2 separate regions of the Hordeum vulgare genome follow, and region 2 is linked to region 1. The links are chromatin contacts, called in public Hi-C maps. All regions are on one chromosome and are shown on one strand. Each heading gives the region's core, a stretch centred on a gene start, on an enhancer-like site or on the middle of the called end of the contact. The rest is flanking DNA. Distances are from core to core; before and after follow the strand shown.

Region 1 (6,416 bases), core at 68-2,567:
CATTATGTGTAAATCCTTCAAAAGCTGTGCCCAGTAACAATATGTTAATATTCCATACTGTAGTCAAAGCAAAAGCAGATACAGTTACTCTAGTAACAAAAACCAATAGCCAAATAATGGTGTTCTGCAAGGAACTGCAGCAAGAACCCATGCCAAATACAGTTACCCGTATGCTGAAACAACACTCTGTGATTACAGGTGCTAGTATGAAGATTCAGCAAGGGTGAGTTGCAAAAAGGGACAGGGTCGTCAATTTTGTTCAGCACCATACAGAGTGCAAGCAGAAAGAACCTTGCACTGATTAGTTGGATGGTTTAAAAATTTGTTGGTTCATACAGGTGGCATCAACAACACAATATGTTAATTCTCTGCATTTTCCTGTACTCTACAATTAAGTCTTATGTAGTTATCTTTGACAATGATTACCTACTAACCTTCACGCACTAGATATAATAACACAATCTTTTATAAAGGAAGGTAAGCTGCCATTATTTTTTCACATCAGGTAAGCTGTCATTCCCATTGAAAGAGTAGGGGAGGTAATATCCTTTAGCGATGCCAAGTAAAAAACAACTGAAAACAGAACAGACTTCTGCTCGAAGATTTTTCCTTCTTTTTTACACAGAAAGTTGTTTATTTACACGTGGACTTTACTGTCAAATTAGGAACATGCTTCCGGTGGCCCCAAATCGCATAATCCTCATAGCTGATTCGAGGAGCGCGATAATCAAAATACGAGCCTATTTAATCCCAGACACTGAAAAAGAAACGAACTTTACAGAGGAAATCACGAGAGGAGCCAGAAACATTGAACCCTAGGAAATTGGTTCCTCCAAGTCCTAAAGGAAATAAGTACGTCGACCAGCAACAATAAACGGAGGAACAAACACTTTATACTCACATGGCCTGGCTAATCGGTCGAGGGGCCCTGACATCCCCTCCGGCTCCGGAATCGATCTCCCCAGCAAAGCCCCAGGCCCGAAATCCGCTGGAAAATCCGCACGGAAAAATTCAGCGAGCAGGACAGCAGCGAAGAGCGCCCGCCACGCACGCTCGAACGCCGGATTGGCGAATTGGATTAGGGGGGGGGGGAGAAGAACTTGAATCAATCGAATGACGGTTCTTACGCGCGCGTACCAGGCGGGGAATCTGGTCCCCGGCGGAGATTTTCCGCCTGTCAGTTTCGGGATTCGGGTGCGGATTTCGGGGGGCGGGAGGAGGAGGAGCTTCTCCTTCTCCCACCGTTTTAATGGGGCGGGCGGGCGGGCGACTCCGGGAGGGAGAAGAAGAAGAAGGAGGCAGAGGGCACGGAGGTTTCCGTCACGGCGCGGGTAGACCAGGCCCATGGGCCGGAAACGGTTGACCCGGGCGACGTGGACGTGTTCGGTACGTGGGCCCGGCGCACCCGGACCACCCACCACGTAGGAATCTTTTTACTAGTTGGATACGTAGATCTGAGGGCTGAGGCGCGTCTGCCGTGGCCGTTGATGCGCGCCGGTCCGAGCAGTGGACGGTGGCGATGCGGCCTCGCCCATGGACCGAGCGCAGGAGGCCGTGCCCGTGACGTGACGCGTGGAAGGCTTTGGCCGAGTCAGATTTGGTTTGGTTGGGCAACTGCTCCCTCGTCCACTCCTTTTTAATTCCGCTACAATTGTTCTACTAGTACAGATTATATAATTTATTATGGGGTGCTTTTATGCAAGTATCTATTGGTTATTGATTGATGATTGATGATGATACATTGTCTGCCTACAATTGATCAAACAAACACAGATGCATAAGGGAAACTATAAATATCTATTCCCTTTAAAAATATATATATATAAGACCTTTTAGAGATTTTACTATAGACTATATACGGATGTATATAGATATATTTCAGAATATAGATTTACTCATTTTACTTCGTATGTGGTTTATAGTAAAAAATTAAAAAGGTTTTATATTTAAGAATGAAGCGAGTGGTAGTTTTGTTTTAAGAAAAACTAAATCTAAGCGGCATCGGAGAAAAAATGGCTAGACCTTTTTCCCTTTGAAATAGAGGTAAGAAGAAGAAAATTGGTGAGTTAGAGCACCTCCAACGCAGCGACCCAATTGTCCGTCCGCATCCATTTGGGTCAGCACAGACAAAAATGAAGGCCTAACGCGCCAACCCAAACCCAAAACGTGTCTGCTTCGTGTTCGTGCGGATTCATTTTCGGCTCAAAATTGCTCCTGAAATGCGTTGATACGGACGCGAAGCGGACGCGGCGCGCGCCTTCTCATGCCCGCACGCGTCCACACATGGCGTCTGGTTAAAGCCAGCGTCGTCTTTATTAACGACGACCGTCCATCATGGACCCACGCGTCAGCGACCCACGGGTGTCCTTTTTTGATCCGTGCATACGCCCATGGGGGAGGGGGGCTCATCCTCTTTCATAAGTCGCCCCCATCCACATCTAGCCACCCGTTGCTTCCCCGTCGTCTGTAAACCAAGCCACCATTGGTTTCTTCTCCAGCAAAGACAAGGGCAAGTCCCCCGCCTTCCTTGTGTGCGCGCTCCCGTCGTCGGCGTCTTCCCATCTGCGTGCTCTCGTCGTCGGCATCTTCCCGTCTGCTTCGGCAGCGGGTCAACATACCAGTGCACCAAGTGAGGTGGCACTAGAAGCACCAATTCCCCTTACCCTACCCCGACGTCACGCTGCCGCATTACTGGCATTTGGATCCGAAGAGGATCCCAGTGCCAATGGTGCCGCGGTAGGCGCGGGCGCATGCAAAGAAGGTGAGGCGCCGATGACAGCAGCTGACACCAGAGCAACGGCGGGTGTCAGAGGAGGGCGCAGAGGCCCGGCGGATCAAGCTGATGGAGCGTGAGGCTAAAGCTGAGGAGGAGGAGCAATGCGCTGCACAACGAGCGCCAGTGCAGCCATCGATGAACGACGTCGTTGCCGCCTGGGAGACGACCTTTCCCTGGGCTGGTCCGACGCCGACGCTCGTCGACCTTACCGGCCCCGACGACGACGAGGAGAGGACGCCTAGGACAGCGCGCCTTCTTGTTTTTAGTTTATTAAATTTTCTTTTAATGTAATGTGGACTCGTAGGACTATCATGGCCTTCCAGACCGACATTAATGCTTAATTAATGATTTTTTACATTTTTAAAATATTTTTTTCATGTAATTTGAAATTAAGTTGTGACCAGATTAAACGCAAGCGCCGACACAATTATAAAAGTGAATATGAATGTCCGTTAGACCAATCCAAACGAATAAAACATGCATCTGTTTGGGTCGGTACGTGAAGTTGCTGCTCTTAGTTAACAGAAAGATGATAAAAACTGACACAACTAATCCGTTGTGCGACACAACAAAGAAGATATCCCACATACAAGATACAACACTAGGAGGAAGGCCTTGATCTCTAATTATTATTTTACTATGTTGCCTCAAGTGAGTGGTTCATCCTCTCCTTGAACCCAACGAATGATGCTAACATTACCCGGCACCGGCAGCTAGGTAGATACTTGTGTGCAGGTTGGCATAGGTGGTTTCACCCCGTGGTAAATTATGGCTGTACAACGTTGAACTCTGAACGGACCACACCCTGCAACATTTCTTCAGAAACCAAGGCAAAAGATAGTCTGAAACATTTTAGAGCCGCAAGCACATACGTACTCCTATATAGCAGCGGTTTACTATATACATATATACAGTCTAAGTTGCATCTCAGAGACTGTTCCCTGACCATTAACTAACTGTTCACTGTTGAGCTAGATGACAAGCAGCTAGCTAGCCACAAGGCCCCATGGAATTAGTGCTTGCTCCTTGTCCCGTGATTTGATGTGCTGCCATCGATCCAGCGGAGCAAGACGGCCAAAGACGTACGCACGGGCGTGCGCAGCACATCACGTCAATGAAGTCGGCATGGATGAAACTTTTCTCTGTCCCTGGTTACGGCCCGCGCCGCTGACAGTTCGACCACCCGTGACTGTGCCTCTGCTAATCTTTTTCGTTTCTCTCATGAACAATACTAACTTTTGAACAACTAATCCCTTTCAATTAGTTTATTATTATTAGTTGGGCTGTCGCAATCCTTGACAATCATCTGCCGTGATCTGCAAATTAAATTCGTCCCGGCTCTCACCACGGGGAGCACAGGTTCGTTGCCTAACATAAACAAGTGGACATATTCACATACGTATATCTTAGTGCAAGCTGACCTGACCAGATCCTAATAAAGCACAAATGGAGAAAGTAAAGGTGGTGTAATCTGAGCAAAGATTGGAGCAGAAAGGTGCTAGGCTGTGTGCGATTTATAATAGGACCGGGCAAGAAACATATGCTCAGCTCCGGTCCAGCCCCCGTGCCATGTATATCACCAAACGTGGTTAGCTTTTACACACACCACTTGACATTTTGAAGAAAGGAACATTCTGACCCAAACGCGGCCAGCTCTTACACACCACTTTCGTTATTCGTTGGAAATAATGCATGCGCCGAATTGCGAAAGAGACGACCGAACGCATGGTGTTATATTTATTTATAATCTCGATGCGTTGGGTGTTATACTGACGACGGAGACGCGCACGGTACATAAATAATTGGGTGAGTTGTTCTAGTCCTTGCTTCGTGGCGATGTGGATGTGGTAAAATTGCTTTGTCATGCACGCCGTTTATTCGCCAATTGGCTGCAATTTAAGCTCTTCCAAGACACGCCATCAGACCTCCAAATGGGAAATTATCTGTTATACTGCTCCACAATCAGCTGCAGGAAACTGTTTATATTGGTTCTATATATCATATAGCCTGTAGCTTAGCTGCACCTGCATGGAGAAAGTGACTTGCAGACACGACCGGTTCCACCAAATACTTTTCAAATGGGAGAGGGAACAGCCACAGTTGCATTCTCACCCATGCATGCCTATGCCATATGTCTATGTGGATGGATGTGCAGAGAAAAGAAAGAAGAAAAGGTCAAGAACTTCTCTGTGGTGGGTAGAGGTAGTTGTCAGGCCGCAGGACGTACGCGCTGGTTCGCCGTAGTGGCAGTGCATACGTATTCCACCGAGGAAACTGGGTTATACCAAATGACGACGACCTCAGCTGAAACGCCATGATTTTAGAATCATGTCAGTGAGATAGAAACTTGTTTGTTTGTCTGATCCGTTCGTTCGTTGTTCGATGCAGTTAGGCGGTCCCTGTTCGAGCGGTTGTTCCTGGTTACTTGATCTTTTTTTTCAGAAGCCGTCTAGCTAGTTAATCAATGGGCAACGATAATAATAGTACCCGCGTTGCTGGATTGGTCGCCTGAGAGGCCGTTGAACGATGAATCTTCTCTTTCGCTGCTTGTTGCTGGATTTCGATCCTGTGTCGGTTGTTTTTTTTGTTATACTGTTGGTAGCCTATCTATCCCTACTCCCTTCCCTACTAATAAAACACCTATTGCTTCTGCGGTACGTCATTAAAATTATCTTTAAAATTCTCTAACATTACCCATTAATGCCACCTATAAGTTATAAAAAACGATTTGCAGGGAATCCTCGCATGGGCCGGCCCAAGCATAGGGATCAGTTATACTACGCTCTGCTCGCTGAAAAATACATAGCCTGCGCATTTGGGCCAGCCCATGGGAGGGGGCCTCTTTTTTAGTTTTTTAGTTACTATTATTTATTTGTACTTTCTTATTTTTTATAATTCAAATAAATCAAAAATAAACTTTCGAAATTCAAAAAATTATATTTACATAAATGTTTGCAAATTCAAAAATTGTCCGGGATTTTTGTAAAAATGTTTACATATTAAAAAAATCGTAATTTTGGAGAAAACATTCGTGAATCAAAAAAAGTCCATCATTTTGAGAAATTTATTTAATGCAATTAAAAAATGTTTGATAATTCAGAAAATGAATTATTCGCCAATTCACAAGAAAATACTTGAAAACAGTTCGTAATATAAAATATTGTTTGGAATTTTAAAAAATGTTTATATATTGTAAAAATGTTCTTGATTTTAAAAATGTTCCCAAATTTGTAAAAATGTTCACGAATGACCGAATGTATGCAGTTCAACAGTAATGCTTCTGAGTCTTTCAGATTATATACGTGAGTGAATTTTGAAGAATTAATTGTGAGGGTGGATCGGAATATTATAGTATATTTTAAAAAATGTTTCTTGAAATTCAGAATAATTCTTTGAATTAATAAGTTTTTTGACAACCATGATATTTAAAAAAAAATATGAATATCGTTTCAACTTGTGAATTGTGAATAAAATTAAAAGAAGAAATATTTTCTTGCATTTGTGAACAAATTTTTGAAATCATGCGGTGAGATATGAACATAATGTGGTCATCGTCATTGAAGATGGTGGTTTTTTTCTCCCGTTGCAACGCACGGGTCCTTTTGCTATATTTTAAAAAATGTTTCTTGAAGTTCAGAAT
Region 2 (6,894 bases), core at 2,381-4,880, 220 kb after region 1:
GACGTTCCACTACATCAACCGCGTTTATTAACGCTTCTGATGTGCGATCTACAAGGGTACATAGATCTGAAATTCCCCTTGCAGATGAACATCACCATGATAGGTTTGCGTGTGCGTAGGAAAAATTTTGTTTCCCATGCGACGTTCCCCAACATCCAACGGCTCCGATGGTGAACCATCTTTTATTCACGGATGATAGCCTGTTGTTTTTCAAGGAAAGTGTCAATGGAGCGGAGGAGGTATCAAACCTATTGGATATAGCTTTGGCCAGCAGATCAACAAAGATATGTCCTCTATTTTTCAGCAAGGGGTGTCCACAAATTGCAAGAGATGCTACGAAGGGTTGTTTGCAAGTTCCTAATGAATCACTCAGCGACAGATACCTTGGCATGCCTACTGATGTTGGACATTCCACGAAGGGCACTTTCAAATATTTGAGTGACCGAGTTTGGGACAAGGTCAAGAGATGGATGGCAAAGTGTTTGTCAGCACGGGGTAAGGAGGTTCTCATAAAATCTATAGCTCAAGCAATACCAGTTTATTCTATGTCCTGTTTTAAACTCCCGAGAGGTTTGTGCACTCATATTAGCTCTATCATTCGCAAGTTCTTGTGGGGCTGCAAGTAGGGAGGAAGGAAACCCGCATGGGTGTCATGGGAAGTAATGACTAGAACAAAGTACCTTGGTGGCATGGGGTTTAGGGATATTGAACTATTCAACTTAGCACTATTAGCAAGACAAACCTGGAGGGTCCTACAAGATCCAACTTCGTTGAGTGCAAGGATTCTCAAGGCATCGTACTATCCTGATAGAACTTTCCTTGATGTAGAGTTGGGTTTAAGACCGTCTTAGGTTTGGAGGGCAATATTAGATGGCAGGCATTTCTAAAACGGGGTATAATTCGGCGAATTGGCAATGGACAAACGACCAATATTTGGGAGCACAATTGGATCCTGAAGGAAGCGTCGCTTCGTCCTATTGTCTCTCTTATACAAAACCCACCTGTGATGGTTTCAGAATTGCTGAATCCTGCAATGCCATCTTGGAACGAACAACTTCTTCGACATATCTTTCTGCCTACGGATGCAGAGGCGATCATGAAGATCCCGGTCTGTACCAGGAACATGGGTGATTTCGGGGCTTGGCATCCAGACAAGAGGGAATGGTTCACGGTCAGTTCGGCATACAAATTCTTGATCACCAAAAATATCGCCCCGAGGGAACTGGCTGGAAGGTAGAGGCGGGTCTTCTCACAATGAGAAGGAGGAGAAGGACTCGACCAACTTGTGGAACCTGAAGATACCATCAAAGCTACGAGTGTTCTTATGGCGGCTAGCTCGCCACTCTTTGCCCACGACGGATATCCTGAGTAGAAGAAACATGGCGACAAGGGATGCATGTCCTTTGTGCGGGGCTCCAGACTCTTGGTGACATGCATTGATTTCATGCTCGATGGCAAGATGTACATGGGCGTTGTCTGAACCTGTCTTAGTCTCAAACATGGCAGAAAATGAGGAATCAAGAGCTAAGCATTGGTTGTTCCAATTGAATGAGAGTCTAGATCAAGGTATGTTCATGAAGATGGTGGTGACTCTTTGGGCGATAAGGTATGCGCGGCGGATGGAAATCCATGAGGGCATTTTTCAGTCACTAATGCAAACTTCATCCTTTGTTGAACATTACATTTCCGAGCTTGAGCAAATTGCAACACCGGTGCTGAGTAATAGACTGTGGGCTCGTCAAAGTACTACCCAACGATGGGTTGCTTCGTCGGAGGGGTTTGTGAAAATCAACGTGGATGGTGCTGTCGCGCGCAACGGGCATGGTGGAGCTGTGGATGTTGTTTGTCGTGATCACATGGGGATGTACGTTGGGGCATGTGATGTGGTTTACACGGGAATCACTGATCCAGTTATTTTGGAGACGTTTGCATGCGGAGAGGCTTTAGCGCTCACGGATGATCTTCTCCTATCAAACCTGAAGGTGGCATCGGATTGCTTGGGAGTAGTTAATGATATCAATAATGGGACATGAGATCCTCATTCGGCTATTATTCATGAAATCATGATTCATAGAGATAGTTTTGTTCTTTGTTCTTTTGTGCACGAGCTTAGGATTGTTAATTTTGAAGCTCATAATCTCATCAATGATGCTTGTAATATGGTACTCCGTCCCAAAATTGAGTTTTGTACTAACTTTAGTATAAAGTTGAGTTACTTTTGAGTCACTTATTTTATGACGGAGGAAGTATTAGATAGGCATGTGTGGCTGGGTGTGCCTGGTGACCCAATACTTGTACCTATGAACATCATCTCTCCCTAATAATAAAGCACCGATGGCTTATGTCATCCGTCGTGGTTATTTTGCAAAACCATCCTGTAGTTTTCCAAAATCAACCCGCAGTCCATCTTTAAGTGAGTGTGAATTGTTTTTTGTATTTTACACAAACCGCCCCTACATTTATGCTAAATAACCCGCGGTCCATACTTTAATCACAGCGAATCGTTTTTTACAATTTTGTGTAACCCCCCCCCCCCCCGACATATGTGTTAATAACCCCGGAGTGAATTCAGAATAAATATGCATTTTCAAATAATAATATCTTTTAAACTGTAAATCTAATTTAAACATGTTATATATGAAATTTGATTAGAAAAATGTGTAGAGTTTGAATATGTTATTATTTTACATGTCAAATAATTTTAATAACTCTGGAATCTATTCAGAATAAATATGTATTTTTAAATAATAATATTTTTTAACCATAAATCCAATTTAAACATGTTATATATCAAATTTGTTTGGAATTTGTAGAGTTTGAATATGTTGTTATTTAATATTTTTAAAATACTATATAGGGTATAATATAAATCAGTATTTGTCTTTATTTCATACGATCTGTATTCTAACATGTAAATTTAAATGTCAATATTTAGGAAATGTTATAATCTAAGTTCTTTCTTTATACATATTTCATGGTTTAACACCTTACGTACGTGCTTTTTCTTGGCAGAAGCCACGCGTGTTCTTATCAACGGACTACACTTTTTTTAGTAAATAGACAAACAATTTTTATAGGATGTACATGTACTTATAAAATTGATGAACATCAAAGTACATGAAGGTTTATTTTAAAAGAAAAATTGAACTATTCATCTGATAATAATGAATGTTGATAGTTTATTTTTTTAGGATAACGGTTGAATTCATAAGTGCAATCTTAGTATATTTTTCATCTATTGCATATGATGGCTATACATATAGGCTTTTTAGAATATATCTATTTCATAAACGTTGCTTCCTCAGTGTCGAACGACACCACGTCGATGATGCATGAATGTGGTCGTAGGTGCACAACATCAATATGACGAGTCAGAATCAAAATTGGATTAGAATGATAGTGTCTCAGCAAGAAATATTTACTACCCGTTGCAACGCACGGGCATATTTGCTAATAAGTTTTCATTTAACTAGCATCGATACCTCAACATATAGGAGTTTTATTATCCGTTGCAATGTACGGACACTTTTGCTAGTAGATTAATAAAAAAGCGATAATTCTCAAAAAAGAAAAAAAAAAAGTTAAGTAGTTGCACGGCACATAATTTTCGTAAGGTCAATTCTTTCCCGTAGATCGCGCATTATTGGCACGGACGTGACCTCAGGTTGTCGATGAGTTTATTTGTAATCTATTCTCTCCCATCAGTTCCGTATATCGAAATCGACAAGAGCTGAATGCGACCAATGCGAGTATGCGACGACCAAATGTCAAGACGCCAATTCAGCTCTTGTACTGCTCCAGTTAACTCGAAGGATTGCACTGGAGCAGTACAAGCTGCGTCAGAATAGCTTGAGCTGCAACGATGGATCTCACGGCCTGGCCACCGCTCCTCTTGCTCATCACTCTCTTGCTCTCGCTCGCAGCTTCGCTCCTCTTCTTGCTCAGCAGCCGCCACGGCGTCGACAAGAAGGCGACTGGTAAGGAGCTCCCCCCAGGCCCGCCGGCGCTGCTCTTCCTGGCCAAGTTCCTAGCACTCCGGCAGTCCATCTTCCACCTTGAGCCGCTCCTCCGCGACCTGCACGCGCGCTACGGCCCCGTCATCTCCATCCGCCTCTTCCGCGCCCTCGTCTTCGTCTCCGACCGCCGCCTCGCCCACCGCGTCCTCGTCCAGGGCGGCTCCACCTTCGCCGACCGCCCGCGGCTCTTCGAGCCGGGGCTCCTCTTCACGTCCGGCTCCCGCAACATCAACGCCGCGCCCTACGGGCCTTACTGGCGCCTCGTCCGCCGCAACCTCGCCTCCGAGGCGCTGCACCCGGCCTGCGTCAGCCAGTTCGCGCCCGCGAGGCGCCGGATGCGCGACACGCTCGTCCGCGACCTCCGCGTGCGCGCCGGCGCCGGAGACCCTGTAGAGGTGAGGACGCTGCTCCGGAACGCCATGTTCGACCTGCTGGTGTACATGAGCCTCGGCGCCAGGCTCGCCCCGGAGGTGCTCGACGAGATGCAGGACATGCAGCTGTGGGTCGTCCGCACCATCACCGGCTTCCCCATCTTCTCCTTCTTCCCGGCGCTCACCAAGAGGCTCTTCCGCGAGCGATGGGAGGCGCACCTTGCCGTCCGCCGGAGGCAGGACGAGATATTGCTCCCGCTGATCGAAGCAAGGCGCTCTGTTTCCGTGCCCCGCGGCGCCGATGACCCGCCGTGCTACGCCGACTCGCTTCTTGCGCTGCGCGTGGCGGACGAAGGCGACCGCCCGCTCACGGACTCTGAGCTCGTCAGCCTCTGCTCCGAGTTCTTGAGCGGTGGCACGGACAGCACGGTGACCTCGCTGGAGTGGATCATGGCGGAGCTGGTGAACCATCCGGACATGCAGGCCAAGGTCTACGAGGAGGTCAGGAGCAAGCCGGAGCTCAGCGAAGGCGACCTGCAGGGGATGCCGTACCTGAAGGCCGTCGTCCTCGAGGGGCTGCGGCTCCACCCACCGGCCCACTTCCTCCTCCCTCACGGCGTACAGAGCGACACGGAGATCGGCGGCTACAGGGTTCCCAAGGGAGCGGAGGTCAACTTCCTGATCGCCGAGTTCGGGCGCGACGAGACGGTGTGGGCGGCTGCACGGGAGTTCCGGCCGGAGCGGTTCCTGGACGGCGGCGAGGGATGCGGCGTGGACATCACGGGGAGCAGAGAGATCAAGATGATGCCCTTCGGAGCGGGCCGCAGGATGTGCCCGGGGTACACGCTCGCCATGCTGCACCTGGAGTTCTTCGTCTGGAGCCTCGTGAGGGAGCTGGAGTGGCTGCCGGCGGCGGACGGGGAGGAGGTGGACATGACCGAGGTGCTGGATTTCACCACCCTCATGAAGCATCCCCTCCGTGTTCGAGCCATCCCAAGGACTTGAAGCTGCGTCTCATCCATGCTGCTCTCCGTCGGTGTCTACTCTTAGAGGGTGTTTGTTTTCACGGGCTTATTGATTTAGGGACTTTAAAAAGTCCTTATAAGTCCTACCTAAACCAAACACAAGGGGTTTATTGGGACTTATTGTGGTGATTTGTGACTTATCAAATAAGACTCTCAGAGAGGACCTTATTGGGACTTATGCTCGTTGGCCCGCGTCGTTTCCCGCATCGATCAGTGCCCGCCGCCCCACCGCCCTACCCCGTGTCGCTCCCAGCCCCAATCGTCGCCGCCCCACCGCCCTGCATCGCTAGCCGCCCCGTCGCCGCCCGCCCCGCCGCCGCCCCACCGCCCCGCATCGCTGGAGTAGCCGCCCCGTCGCCGCCCGCCCCGTCGCCGACCCGCCCCATCGTCGCCCCGTCGCCGACCCGCCCCATCGTCGCCCCGTCGCCCCGTCCCCCCGCCGTCCCGTCCCGTTGGCCTCGGCTCGCCCCCCGCTGCCCCGTCCCGTCGCCCGTTTCTGCCTCGGTTAGTCCCGCCGCCCCGTCCCCCCACCGTCCCGTCCCGTCGGCCTGTGCGATGCAATTTCACTGATGATTCGTTGATGATTCACCCAGTCTGTGCGATGCAATTAAGCCGGTCATGTGCGATGCAATTAATCCAGTTTCCTGGTGATTCTTGCTAATATAATTAAAAGATGATTCATCTAGTTTCCTGTATAATAATAACTGAAAAATATGGAATGTTACTGTTGATTCATCCAGTTTTCTGTTGACATTTTGGCTGATGACGATCCATGTTGACTGCAGGTTACCGCGCCATGGCTGATGACGATCCCCGCGTCCCAGGTCACCGTACCATGGCTGATGATGAGGAGGAGCAGATGCCTTTTTTCTCCTAGTTCTCATCCGCCGGTGGAAATCTCGGGAGGGGAATGGGTTTCGGACGTTTCTTGGATCTCAACAGCAACGTCGACGACTTCCCGGAGTTCGGCTCGTACCAACAACTCCTCTTCGACCAGTCGGCCGGTCATGGCCTTCCTTCGGTCGGACCTGGTCGTGGTAGGCCCGTGCCCCAAGGTTCTTCGCTTATGTAATTTTTGATATCTCGGTTGTTATGTACTCTCTCTTATTTTGGTTCTTATGGACAAGTGTTTATTCGTTTGTATGAACAAGTGTTATGAACAATTGTTATTTCGATTGTCATTATTCTGCAATTCATTTGTATGAACAAGGGTTACGTGAACAAGTGTATTATTAGGTGCAACGTGAACTTATAAGTCCCTGTAAACAAACAGGCAGGGACTCGGGACTTATAAGTCCCTGTAAACAAACAGGTAGTAACTTATGACTTATAAGTTGGGACTTAAAAAAGTCCTAAGACTTATGAAACAAACAGGACCTTATTTTTGAACTCTAAATAAAATTAAAATAAAATAAGTCCTTTATTCCTCCACGAAATTTAATAAGTTCGGGCAATTTCACAAGGCCTCCACGAATAAGAGTA

The links. A called contact is a pair of places that touch in the nucleus more often than the background predicts.
Region 2: a contact with region 1 is called in a Hi-C map of seedling, with 4 times the contacts expected there. The contact joins the promoter of LOC123417008 here to the promoter of LOC123447914 in region 1. A contact is called at or near these places in 3 of 6 Hi-C or Micro-C datasets (leaf and seedling).

Annotation. Positions count from the first base shown.
Region 1 is chr1H:484,167,011-484,173,426 of MorexV3_pseudomolecules_assembly, forward strand. LOC123447914 (phosphatidylinositol/phosphatidylcholine transfer protein SFH8-like) reads right to left here and starts at 1,318. Exons shown (of 15, transcript XM_045124654.1): 1 at 1,128-1,318; 2 at 902-988; 3 at 1-24. The coding sequence starts at 935.
Region 2 is chr1H:484,384,498-484,391,391 of MorexV3_pseudomolecules_assembly, forward strand. LOC123417008 (cytochrome P450 89A2-like) reads left to right here and starts at 3,631. Exons shown (of 1, transcript XM_045106860.1): 1 at 3,631-5,430. The coding sequence starts at 3,863. The coding sequence ends at 5,392.